4 separate regions of the Mus musculus genome follow, and regions 1, 3 and 4 are each linked to region 2. Evidence: chromatin contacts called from public Hi-C and promoter capture Hi-C data. All regions are on one chromosome and are shown on one strand. Each heading gives the region's core, a stretch centred on a gene start, on an enhancer-like site or on the middle of the called end of the contact. The rest is flanking DNA. Distances are from core to core; before and after follow the strand shown. Region 1 holds the start of Cep104 (centrosomal protein 104). Region 2 holds the start of Ubiad1 (UbiA prenyltransferase domain containing 1). Region 3 holds the start of Pramel12 (PRAME like 12). Region 4 holds the start of A430005L14Rik (RIKEN cDNA A430005L14 gene).

What was found. Promoter capture Hi-C pulls out the DNA fragments that hold promoters and counts their contacts. Hi-C and Micro-C count contacts between places; a contact is called where the count stands out from the background.
Region 1: a Hi-C map of muscle stem cells shows a contact between it and region 2, with 4 times the contacts expected there. The contact joins the promoter of Cep104 here to the promoter of Ubiad1 in region 2. A contact is called at or near these places in 2 of 39 promoter capture datasets (liver and pre-B cells) and 3 of 484 Hi-C or Micro-C datasets (B cells, CD4 T cells and muscle stem cells).
Region 3: a contact with region 2 is called in a promoter capture Hi-C map of neutrophils, with 4 times the contacts expected there. The contact joins the promoter of Pramel12 here to the promoter of Ubiad1 in region 2. A contact is called at or near these places in 5 of 39 promoter capture datasets (cranial neural crest, frontonasal cranial neural crest, liver and 2 more).
Region 4: a contact with region 2 is called in a promoter capture Hi-C map of pre-B cells. The contact joins the promoter of A430005L14Rik here to the promoter of Ubiad1 in region 2. A contact is called at or near these places in 1 of 39 promoter capture datasets (pre-B cells) and 1 of 484 Hi-C or Micro-C datasets (CD4 T cells).

Annotation. Positions count from the first base shown.
Region 1 is chr4:153,974,238-153,976,994 of GRCm38.p6, forward strand. Cep104 (centrosomal protein 104) reads left to right here and starts at 1,324. Exons shown (of 22, transcript NM_177673.2): 1 at 1,324-1,360. It overlaps Dffb (DNA fragmentation factor, beta subunit), which reads right to left and starts at 844. Exons shown (of 7, transcript NM_007859.4): 1 at 630-844; 2 at 332-458. The coding sequence starts at 752.
Region 2 is chr4:148,443,335-148,446,078 of GRCm38.p6, forward strand. It overlaps Ubiad1 (UbiA prenyltransferase domain containing 1), which reads right to left and starts at 1,426. Exons shown (of 2, transcript NM_027873.3): 1 at 594-1,426. The coding sequence starts at 1,116. It also overlaps the pseudogene Gm23303.
Region 3 is chr4:143,411,079-143,413,778 of GRCm38.p6, forward strand. It overlaps Pramel12 (PRAME like 12), which reads left to right and starts at 1,348. Exons shown (of 5, transcript NM_172877.3): 1 at 1,348-2,013.
Region 4 is chr4:153,955,946-153,958,645 of GRCm38.p6, forward strand. A430005L14Rik (RIKEN cDNA A430005L14 gene) reads left to right here and starts at 1,292. Exons shown (of 4, transcript NM_175287.4): 1 at 1,292-1,377. The coding sequence starts at 1,363.

The sequences.
Region 1 (2,757 bases), core at 74-2,573, 5.5 Mb after region 2:
GCACAGCACACCACAGCACAGCACAGCACAGCACACCACAGCACAGCACAGCACACCACAGCACAGCACAGCACAGCACAGCACAGCACAGCACAGCACACCACAGCACAGCACAGCACACCACAGCACAGCACAGCACAGCACAGCAGCACCGACCCCAGTCTCAATCCTTCCCTTGCCCTTGGCAGTTTCAAAATTAAAATCAAAGTTCTTCAGCAAAAGCTTTTGGCATTCAGAGCCTTTAACCAGATCTTCTGGGTTCCTGCCCGGGCCCCTCGACGAGGCTTTAAACCGTGTAGGTCCCTCCCATCTCCAAAGTGTTCCTACTCACAGCCATGCCAGGTCTCGCCAGCGGTGAGCAATAGGAGCTCAGCGTCGTTGGGAAGGCCCGGGAAGCAGTCGTCCGTCACCTCCGTGCCATCTTCGTACAGGCACAGCCGGGAACCGGGCATCGGGAGCTGGAGGACAAGAAGATCAGCTTGTCCCACAACAGTCTTGGCTTCCAGACAGCCAGCTCTGCGTACTGTAGAAGCCTAGCGCCTGTCCAAGCCCACCCAAGAGGATGGAAATCGTAGGGGTGGAAGCCAAGGTGCCCGCCGCGCAGTGCTTGCCCGGAATGCAAGACCCACCTGGAAGCGGACGCAGCCCTTACGCAGCAGCTCCTGGCAGCTCCGGGCCGCCACGCCGAACTTGCAGGCGCTATGTAGGGCTCGCAACTTGACGCATTTGGGTTGGCGGAGCACCGCGCACATTGCAGGGCTGCGGTACCGTAGCGACACTGGACTTGTAACGTTCCTGCCCGGAACTGTGGTGCGTAGACGCGGCCCGGAACTCTTTTCTCTACGTAGGTAGGTGCAACCGGAAACGTCCGACTGCAGGACCTGTCCCCAGCCAGAATCCTCGAGGCCTGGATGCGCACGCAGGCGCCGGCGGGCGGACGCGCAGGCGTACCGCGCGGGCCGGCCTGGTTGCTATGGGAGCGCAGCTGCGGCCCGGGCCCTGGGCAGAGGCAGCCCGGGCTGCTCCTCTGCTGCCCTCCTCAGAGGCCCGGGGTGGGGGCGGCTGGACCGAGACCCCTCCGAAGATAGCGGAGGCCGACATCGCAGCGGCCCCGCCTGGTCGTTTCCGCGGCGCTCTGTGACCCTGCGTGGCCTCGGTCTTCGGCAGGCACCCGGGGCGGAGGCTCCCTGACACCTGGCCTTGGAGGGACTGCGCGGCCAGTGCCTGTTCCAGGCCTCCCTGCAGCGCATCTCAGCCTTCGTGTCCGGAATCGGATTCGAGCCCCGCCTTGTCCTCGTCTGCATGCGTTACTGAACAGGAGCAGTTGCCACGAGACTAAAGACTGTAGCTCTGGCTCCGGGTAGGCTACACTTCGATCCGTGTCGTTTGGGGGTTTTGTTTGTTCGCTGGGTTTGGTTTGTTGTGCTTTTTAAGCGTTAAGATTCTCTAAAGCACTCTCAGTCCTTAAAATTACTTGGCCCCAGATCATTACTTAATATTGTAACATTTACGTTTTCTTGAAAAGAAAACTGGAAACACTTTTCATATCCTTGTAACAAAATGTTTGGAAGTTGCTACATTGAGTTCGGGTTTCTGGTTGGAAAGATGACAGGGTAAGTTCATAACCAAAAATAGAAGAGTTGGGGCTTAGTTTATAAGCAATGCTAGGGTAAATGTCAATTGACACTGCTGGCTGTGGCTGCCCTAGTGGCAGCTGGAACACCAGCCGCCTGTGGTAACCAGCTAGTAACACAGCATTGCACAGATCCAGATCTGTGGTGGGCTTTGTGAGGCGGGAAGGAACAGGAGGTGGAAGGGCTCCAGTGAGTGCATCGGCTGAAAATGTACATTTTGTAGATGTCCTTATTGAGGCCCCAGTGTTTTGGCCACGCTGCCCCCACAGCCCTCCTGCAGGGATCTTCAGTACCCGTACTTTGTTTTAGTTTTATTGGGCATACACTTGTATCTGCTGTTAACATTCTGTTCTATGCACCACAGAGACGAGGTAGACAGACCTGATTTTTGTTTGTTTGTTTGTTTGCTTGCTTGTTTTTTGGTTTTTGTTTTTTTTTTTTTTTTTTTGAGACTGTCTCACTGTGTAGCCCTAGAACTACTACATATAGACCATACTGACCTCAAACTCCGAGATCCTCCAAGTTCTGGGATCAAAGGCATGCACTACCACACCTGACACGGGCTCTTGAAGACACAGGGTCTGGTCAAGGCACTGGAGAAGTTCGTTAGATTTGACTATTCTCTAGAATTCAAGTCATAACCGGGCATAGTGTCACATACCTTTAATCCTAGTACTTGGGATGCAGAGGCAGGAGAATCTCTGTGAGTTTGAGGCCAGTCTAGACTACATAACAAGTTCTAGGCCAGTCAGGCCTAAATAAGAGACTCTGTCCCAAAAATAAAAACAAACAAAAAAAAAATCCAAGACAAGAATGGAGACTGGGGAAACAAGGTGTCCGGTCATAATTAGCACTTCTACTCCTACAATGGGGCTGCCTAGGGTTTTAAAATTAAGACCTGGAGAGGGGTGATCAAAGTTGGATTTAAAGAATGTTTGTCTTGACAGGAGCATAGGTTGAACGGGCAGTTGTACCCATCTGGAATAGAGATAAGGAAGAAGGGTGGAATCCAGTAATCCTTCATACCGTGCTGCCCTCTTGTGCTAAAGGGGAGGATGGTGGTTGAGGGAGATCAGCTCGGGGTTCAGAACCTGTGTGAACTAGGAGTGTAGCCTCACAGATT
Region 2 (2,744 bases), core at 176-2,675:
GGTCCTCTATAAAAGCAGTTTTATATATAGTGCAGTTGAGTTTCCCACCTTTGGGGAAATCACAGGGGTCAGCATATTGGAGTACAATAGAGAAGTCTTGGCCAGGAAAACCACCTTTGAGATCATGGCATCTCCCTTGCCAGGTAAGTATGAACATTTATTTATTTCTGTATTTTATGTACATGAATGCTCTGTTTGCACTGTAAGCCTGCATGCCAGAAGAGGGAATCAGATCCCATTACAGATGGCTGTGAGCCACCATGTGGTTGCTGGGAATTGAACTCAGGACCTGTGGAAGAGCAGCCTGTGCTCTTAACCACTAAGCCAACTGTAGGGGGGTCTCCAGCCCACAGTAAGAGATCTTAAAGGCTAAGCCATGTCTCCATCGGGGGAGCAGTGTTCATAATCCACTGCCAAACCAGTATTTTCACAACTTAAGGTTTCAAAGTATCCACGATACACACATTTTGGATTTCCAGTCAAGTGGCCTACTTTAGTAAGGCGTCTTTGACACGTCTACCATTCCTATGGAAGGTAGCAGTTTCCAGTTTAGGCAACTGGGACCTTAGAGCAGGAAACAGGCCAATTCTTACCTCCTGTGTAGAGAAAGGAGCCAGACAGGCCTCCGAAGTAGATGAGAGCCAAGTGTTCCAATTTCAGAGCGGACAGGTAGTAGAGGCAAGCAGCACAGACGCAGCCCAAGGTGTAGAGGAAGACTCCAAATCGAACAACATCCTGGGGCTCCAGAATTCTGTCCACCAAAGTTCTGTCATCACTCTTTTTGTGGTCAATGCCCTTGGAAAAGTCATAGTATGTGTTGACCAAATTGCCGGCCCCGTGTACAGCCAGGACAGCCACTGCACAACCCAACAACAGCCTGGGATCCAGGACACCCTGAGACCTGTAGGCCAAGGCACTGCCCAGGGCCACAGGGGTGAGTGAGGCACTGAAGCTCCAGGGCCTCAGGGCCAACACGTAGGAGGCGCACTTGTGCCTCCAGGATCGTTCGGGAAGCCTGTCCTGCTCGGGCCATTCGTTCTTCTGCGGGTCCCCGACCTTGGCTGTCTCTCCTGCCAGGATATTAATCTTCTCCCCCGGGGCCTGTACCGCAGCCATGGAAGCTACACGTGGCTAAAGTCAATTCTAAAAGTGAGCCACTCAAGGGGACCGCCCCAGGACGGAGACAGGCGGGACAGCCTGGCCTGACCTTTCTCTGGTTCCGCCCCCGGTCAGGGTTTGGGAGGCGGGGAAAACTGAAGACAGCAACCAGGCCATGCACCGCCACGGGGCCAGCGGCGCTGCCCGCCCACCTGTCACCTGAGCGAAGCCTGTCTGGGGTCGCTTCCCCCGTGCCACAACTCAATAACCCGCCTCAGCCCGCAACCCCTATCGGGCGGACGGCGCCGCCATCTTGTGCGTCGGCCTCAGGAGGCCGGCCCGGAAACTCGGACCTGGGGCGGGCAGGGCCCGGTGAAGGCCGGCGAGGGGCGTGGTCGGAGAGGGGTGTGGTCAAAGGCCAGAGCCCAGGTTCAACAAATTAGCTAAAAGCAAGTCACTGGAAAGAAGCAGCTGTTTAGCCCTCCTGGGATTTCAGGGCGTGTCGCTTTGCGTTATACTGGGCAGGTTCACTTACTGAAATAAGAAATAAGACTCATTTGTGGTTACCCCAATACATCCTACGTTGAAAGTATTGTGCGCATTGCTGGGCTGGTGGTGCATCCTTATGGCCCTAGAACTTGGGAGACGACGACAGGAAGAGAATTCAAGGACATCCCTTATTATATAGTGAGTTTGAAGCCAACTCAAGCTTCGTGAGATTATCTTTTTGTTTGGTTTTCGGTTTTCAAGACAAAGTTTCTCAGTGTATGTAGCCCTGGCTGTCCTGGAACTCACGCTGTAGACCAGGCTGGCCACGAACTCAGATTTACCTGCCTCTGCCTCCCAGGAGCTGAGTAAGATTAAAGGTGTGTGCCACCACCACCCTGCAAAAAGGAGATGGAGAAGAGGGAAGGGAAGGAGAAAGGAAAGGAAATGGAAGGGAAGAGAGGAGAGACCGAAAGAAGAAAAGAGAAGTGTTCATAAGCCAAGAGCTTGGAAAAGAAAATGCGGTACTATGTGATGGAACATGTATGTATAGCTGGAAGAAAAAGAAGTAGGAAGCTTTCTGTGTACTAAGATGTAAAGACCTACATGGTTTTTTGCTTTGTTTCTGGAGACAGGGCCAGGACTGATGGCTCAGCGGTTAAGAGCATTAGCTGCCCTTCCAAAGAACAGGGTTTGATTCCTAGCACCCCCAAGAGCTCACAACTGCTTGTATCTCCAGTTCCAGGGGATCTGACCCCCTATTCTGGCCTTTAAAGGCACCAGGCATGCATACATGCAAGAAGATCACACTAGATATACATATATACAGGCAAAACACCTATTCATAAAAAATCCAATAATAAAATGGCAGGGGCCTATATAGCTCAGGCTGGCTAGAAATTGGCAATGTAGCCCATAATGACCTTGAAATTTTGATCCAACCTTGAATCTCCTCCAACTCCCTGAGTGCTGGAATTACAAGCATTCACCCACACTTGGTTTTATGGGGTGCTGGGGATTCCACATGCTAGGCAGATAATCTACTATCTGAGCTACATCCCAACCCTACACCCTGCAGGCTTTTGTGAACATCCTAACGTGGGAACTGCCCCTGAGTCCTGTGAAAGAACAGCTGGTACTCAACGAGAGTTGAAATGTTG
Region 3 (2,700 bases), core at 98-2,597, 5.0 Mb before region 2:
CCAGCACTTAAGTGTGTGACTGAACCCAATAGTCTAGTGCTGTGGCAGGTCTCCTTACCTATGAGCCATTTCACCCACCCCACAGCCCCCACTCTCTATTGCATGTTCTCTAGCCAGTGTGCTGGCTGACACTTTCTGAAGCATCTTCTACCTTCTGGAAAACCTAATGTGGAAAACCTTTGTTCTCAAAGGCAAGTTTCTTCATCGTTTGAGAGTAAGGGTCTATATAGCCTGGGCCGGCAATGAAGCTTGGGGAAAAATGACTTTGAACTGATCCTCCTAACTCTTAACTTTTTAGTTCTGAGATTACAAGTATGCCCCACAGTGTCTGTCTGGTGCATGCAGTGCTTGCTGGACAGTGCACCTTTGAGAATACTGGGCAGCAACTGTTCTATAAACTGAGCTTTCTTCCCAGGCCACTTACTGCAGTATTAATGGGAACATCTTCCTGCCTTCTGAGAAGATGCCACAGCAGATGACTGGTAGAGAGCATCCAGCTCAGGCCCTGATCCAGAACATATTCGTAACTTTGCCAATAATAATATCAGCTTTAAGAAATGTCTATTCGTCAGGCACAGATTAAAACTCCTATCCCCAGTGACTCATACTTAGAACTAAGTGGGCCACAAATGAATACAATTCCGCCAGGTATGTTGGCTCACAACTTCCTCTTGGCTCAACCCCAGAGGAAGGTGGAGACTGGAGACTGGCTAAGAGTTGGAGTTCCAAATCAACCTTAGGTACTGAGCAAGATTCCACCTCTGAAACTCTAAGTCTCAAATAAATGGCTGAGGTGCCTATTTAACATATCAATGTGGACCAGGCTGCCACGTTCTCCCAGTACCCCTTGTTACAGGGTATGGCTGGCACACTCCACCTTCTACCCCAAATTCTCCAGCTTGTGTTGCCCTTCTCTATATAACCCAGCCATTTTAGTTACCTGCCCCCTTTTTACCTTTTGGCCACAGCACCCGGGTCTTATGGCTCAGGGGTTATGTCCACTCTGAACTCCCCCAGCTGTCTGCCTATGCTTCCCTTTTCCCCTACAATAAACCTCCTCCTCCACCATACTTAGAAGCAGCCATGTCCTTAGTTTATTATTTTTTCATTCATGAAAGAAATGCAGAACCAAGTGAATTAACAAGAAAATAAATAAGTAAAGCAAATACAGAAAACAAATTGAATGAAGTGAATTAACGCATCGGCTTTTGACTTTCACGGAATCTCAGTTTTTTTTTTTAAATTATTATTTTTTGAGTCAGAGTTTCACTATGTAGTCCTGGCTGTATTGGAGCTCTACGTAGAGCAGGCTGCTCCGGACGTCACAGGGATCCGCCTGAATCGCTCACAGGAGTTCTGGGATTAAGGGCGTGAACCGCTTCCGCGGCTTTCAGGATTTTTTTCCCTCATCTCCGTGAATTTGGCTTTACCTCCCCAGAGATCCGCCTGCATCTGCCTCTCCGCGGATGTGCGCGGTTTTCCCGGCTGTTTTTTTCTTTCTTTCTTTTTTTTTTTTCCTTTTCCACGGAGACTATGTTGTCAATCAATACAGAAACAGAAAACGCCCAGACGTGGCGGAAACTCAGTCATCCAATCAGAGGACGGCTTGTGGTTGACAGGCGGGACTACAAACCGGAAATGTGAGACAGAATACGCGGACCGAGCCGGGGGAGGGGCGACCAAAAAGAAAACAAAAAACAAAAAACAAACCGCCGAAAAACAAAAAAATAAAAACCGCTTCAGGCCGGAAGTATAAAACGGAACCCGGAAGTGTGGGACCGGATACGGCTAAAACACTTCAGGCCGGAAGTGCGAGACAGATACGGATGAAAACGCTGCAGGCCGGAAGTGCGAGACGGATGAAAACGCCTCAGGCCGGAAGTTTGAAGTGAAGATGGCTATAAAAGCTTTAGAGAAGCTCGGGAAGACACTCACCAGCACTTGGAGTCCGAGCTTGGACTGACTGCCTGGGCCTGCTGGGATTCTGAGTTCTGCCATCAGTTCTTGTTTCTGGTAAGTCAGTCACCTCCAGAAGGGCACAGTTTTGATTGAGGGCCACTTGACCCAAGATGCCAAAGGAACTCTGATTTCTTCTCTTCCCAGGAACAGATCGCAGGCATTGAGTTTACTAATAGTGATGGTTGCCATCATCTTCGACCTTAATTTGCTGGTTTCATTTATTATTTTATTTTATTTGAGGCATGACCTTACTTTGCTGCCCAGGCCCACCTAGAACGCAGATCAGCCAAGAGTGCTTTTAAATTACCTGGCAGTTCTGCATCTGCCTCCCCAAGCTGGAACTACAAGCTGAAAGTTAATGGAATATCTAGAATTATACCTTGGTTTGTGTCAAGTTAAATTTTTTCTTTGTTTTTTGTTTTTGTTTTTGTTTTTTTAGATGGGGCCTTAGTCTAGCTCAGGTTGGCTTCAGACTGCCTCACCCCTCTGAATGTTGAATTAATGATTCAATATTTAAGGCTTATTTTAATTTTTCTTTTTAGAGACAGAGTCACATGCAGAATATGGTAGAATTCACATGTAGTCTCATCATATCTGACTTCACATTTTAAAATTTTCATTTCATTTTATTTTGAAGACATAGTCTTATCTGATCCTTTTAATTCCATCTTCTTAGAGTTTGGATTTTATTCATTTACATTCTTACTTTTTTTTTTTTTTTTTTTTTTTAGGCAGAGTTTC
Region 4 (2,700 bases), core at 42-2,541, 5.5 Mb after region 2:
GGGGCTTTTCTAAAGACAGAGGAGCCTGTGCAGCTCTGCAGTGCAGACGGTATCTTTACATGCTTGTCTCCTTTTTATTGCACTGAAGAGAGGAGTGGGCTTGGAGAGAGGAGCAGGCTTGGAGAGAGAGAGGAGTGGGCTTGGAGAGAGCTGGTCAGGCAGAGCAGAGGACAAGGACTTCCAGGATGTAAGGGAAACCAAACCCTAGAGCAGTTTACTCTCTGGTCTCACCCTTAAGATGTCAAAACAGTGATGTCTGTCTGGTTCATTTTGTGAGTTCTGCGACCAGGGTTACCTGTCCAGGCTGTCCAGCAGGACCAGAGGCTGAGGCCAAAGGTTTCATGTGTATTTGAAGCTAATTATAATATTTATCATCATTATTATTGATGTGTTTATAAAAAGATAAAGACAGAAAGAATATGTCCTATAGGGGTGTGGTGAGGTTTAGAGGAAGGGAATGTCTCAGCGGGCCCATGCTGAGGCATCCCTTCCTCCTGAGGGAGCAGCCACACGATGGTATAGTATAGAATAGAGTTTATTCAAGGTAGACAGGAGTTAAGAGGGTAATTGAGGCAGAGAAAGGCAGAGAGAGGGAGAGAGTAGAGAAGTAGAGGCCAGCCATGGCTATGAGCACTTGGAGAGAGTGGAAAGGGAAGGGAATGGGGAAGGGGAGAGCAAGAGCAAGGAAGAGAAGCAAGAGGGAAGCAAGACTAAGAGAGGGAGGAGGGGACAAGCAGCCCCTATAAAAGTGGGTCAGGCCAGTTAACTGTGGGGAGGAGCATATTGTGGGTGGAGTTTAGACAGAATGCTAACAATTTGTTATTATATTTATTGAGATGGGGAGTAACTCGGGAGTGTCAGTAATTGTCAGAGGATACGTAGCAAGAGTCTCCTCTCTCTTCCCACCATAGAGTTCACACGTGGACTGTGAGGTGCCGGCAGATGGCAGAGCTAGGCCGGTCTAACGCCTCCCTCGGGGTGAAGGGGAACCCGAGCTGAAGGTGGCCTGAGACCCGAGAGCACAGGCCTGCAGCAAGGCAGCCGCCCTTCTCAAACATGGCGGCGACGGGGGTCCCAGGGATGTGCCCTTCCCAAACATGGCGGCCAAAACGGGCGGGCCTCCGCGCGAAGGAGACGTCCCTTTCCCAGCGTGGCGGGAACCTTGCCCAGCTTCCGGCGCTCCGCCCGCGGCTCGCCGTCCGTCGGGGAGGCGCGCGCTGCCCGCTCTGCACGCGGAGAGCACGTGACCTGGAGACGCCGGCCCCTGATTGGTGACGTGGCGATGACATCAGACGCCGCGCGCGCGCTCAGAGCCGCGCGATTGAGACTTGGCGGAGGAGCGTTAGGCCGGGGCGCTCACTCATGAGGAGCAGGAAGGTGAGGGGCCCCCGCAGGCGGGGTGCGCGCCGCCGAGCCGCACTCTCCCAGGGGAGCCGGCGGGGGGCGGGCGCCTCGAGCCCCGCCCCTGGGAGGGGAACCCGCACTCCAGGCACCTCCACCCGCCCCAGGCGCGGGGCTCCAGGCTCGCTCCCCGGGGTGAGGGCCACCGGGACCCGAGCTTTGCCCTCGGCCGTGCGGGCTACTGCCCGGGCTTCCTGGCCTCTCGCACTGCCCACAGATGGGCGTGCTGCAGCCGAGCGAGCTCAGCCAAGCCCCTGTGTCGTGTGTAACCTGGGCTGAGGGCGGGCAGTGGGACGGGAGCTAGGGTGACTGGGACCTAAACCCCGGCTGCAAAGGGTCTCTGGCCGAACGAGCATGGCAGGGACAGTGAGTCCCTTAGCCTGAAGTGTGTCTGCCCTGCACCGCTAGCCAAAGTCCAGGCTGACGTCCCTGCCTCTTGCGTTGCGCAGACGTTTGTGTGTAGCGAGGCTGACAATAACTGTTCCCCGTGTCAGTGGTCATGGTTGCTGCCCCTCCCTTGCATAAGGAGACTTTATTAAGGTTTAATAGTTCCCCGCTGTGTTTTTTACTTCTTTGCGCGCCTCGGTTCCAGTGAGACACAGAAGGGTCTAACTCTTGTGAGGTTCTCTCCCACTTTCCGTTAGCTGTCTGTTGACAGTGCAGCCTTGCAATCCTTACTTTACCCTTTGCAGCCACTTCCTCAGGCCAGCAAGGGCCCCTCGGACCCTCCCCCTTTGTTTGTTCCTGCCTGTTGCTAGCACGTGCCTCTTTTGCCTGTTCAGAGAAGTATGTTTAAGATAATTTTATGTTAGGGACTTTCCTTGGGGGTCGAGGGTGCCCTTTGTACCTGGATTACTGATTGGGTCCTTAGCTTCAGCTAGAACTCCCGGTGGTTCTAAAGCAACACCCCCTCCCCCCTCCACACACACACCCATTTGCATCTGGAAATTCCTTTATTCTCACCTTCATCTTAGAGGACAGGTTTTCTGGGTATGGATTTTCTTAGCTGGCATTTTGTTTCGTGCAGGTAGTGATCTCACCGTGGTTCACATACTGTTTCTGCAGAATAAGCAGTTGTTTTTTACTGGTACCTCCAGGATGAGAACTGCCCCGGGAGGTGGCCTGGCCATGTGTTTATTATCCTCTCCCTCCTGTGTCACAAACTTCCCAGTCACAGGTTATTGTTTTCAACGAACAGGAGGCTTTCAACCATTCTGTCTTCAAATACTTTTTTCTGCTTTTTCTACTTTCTGGTTGTCCCTTACATGTATGTGTGCTGGTGTGTGAGTTAAGGCCAGC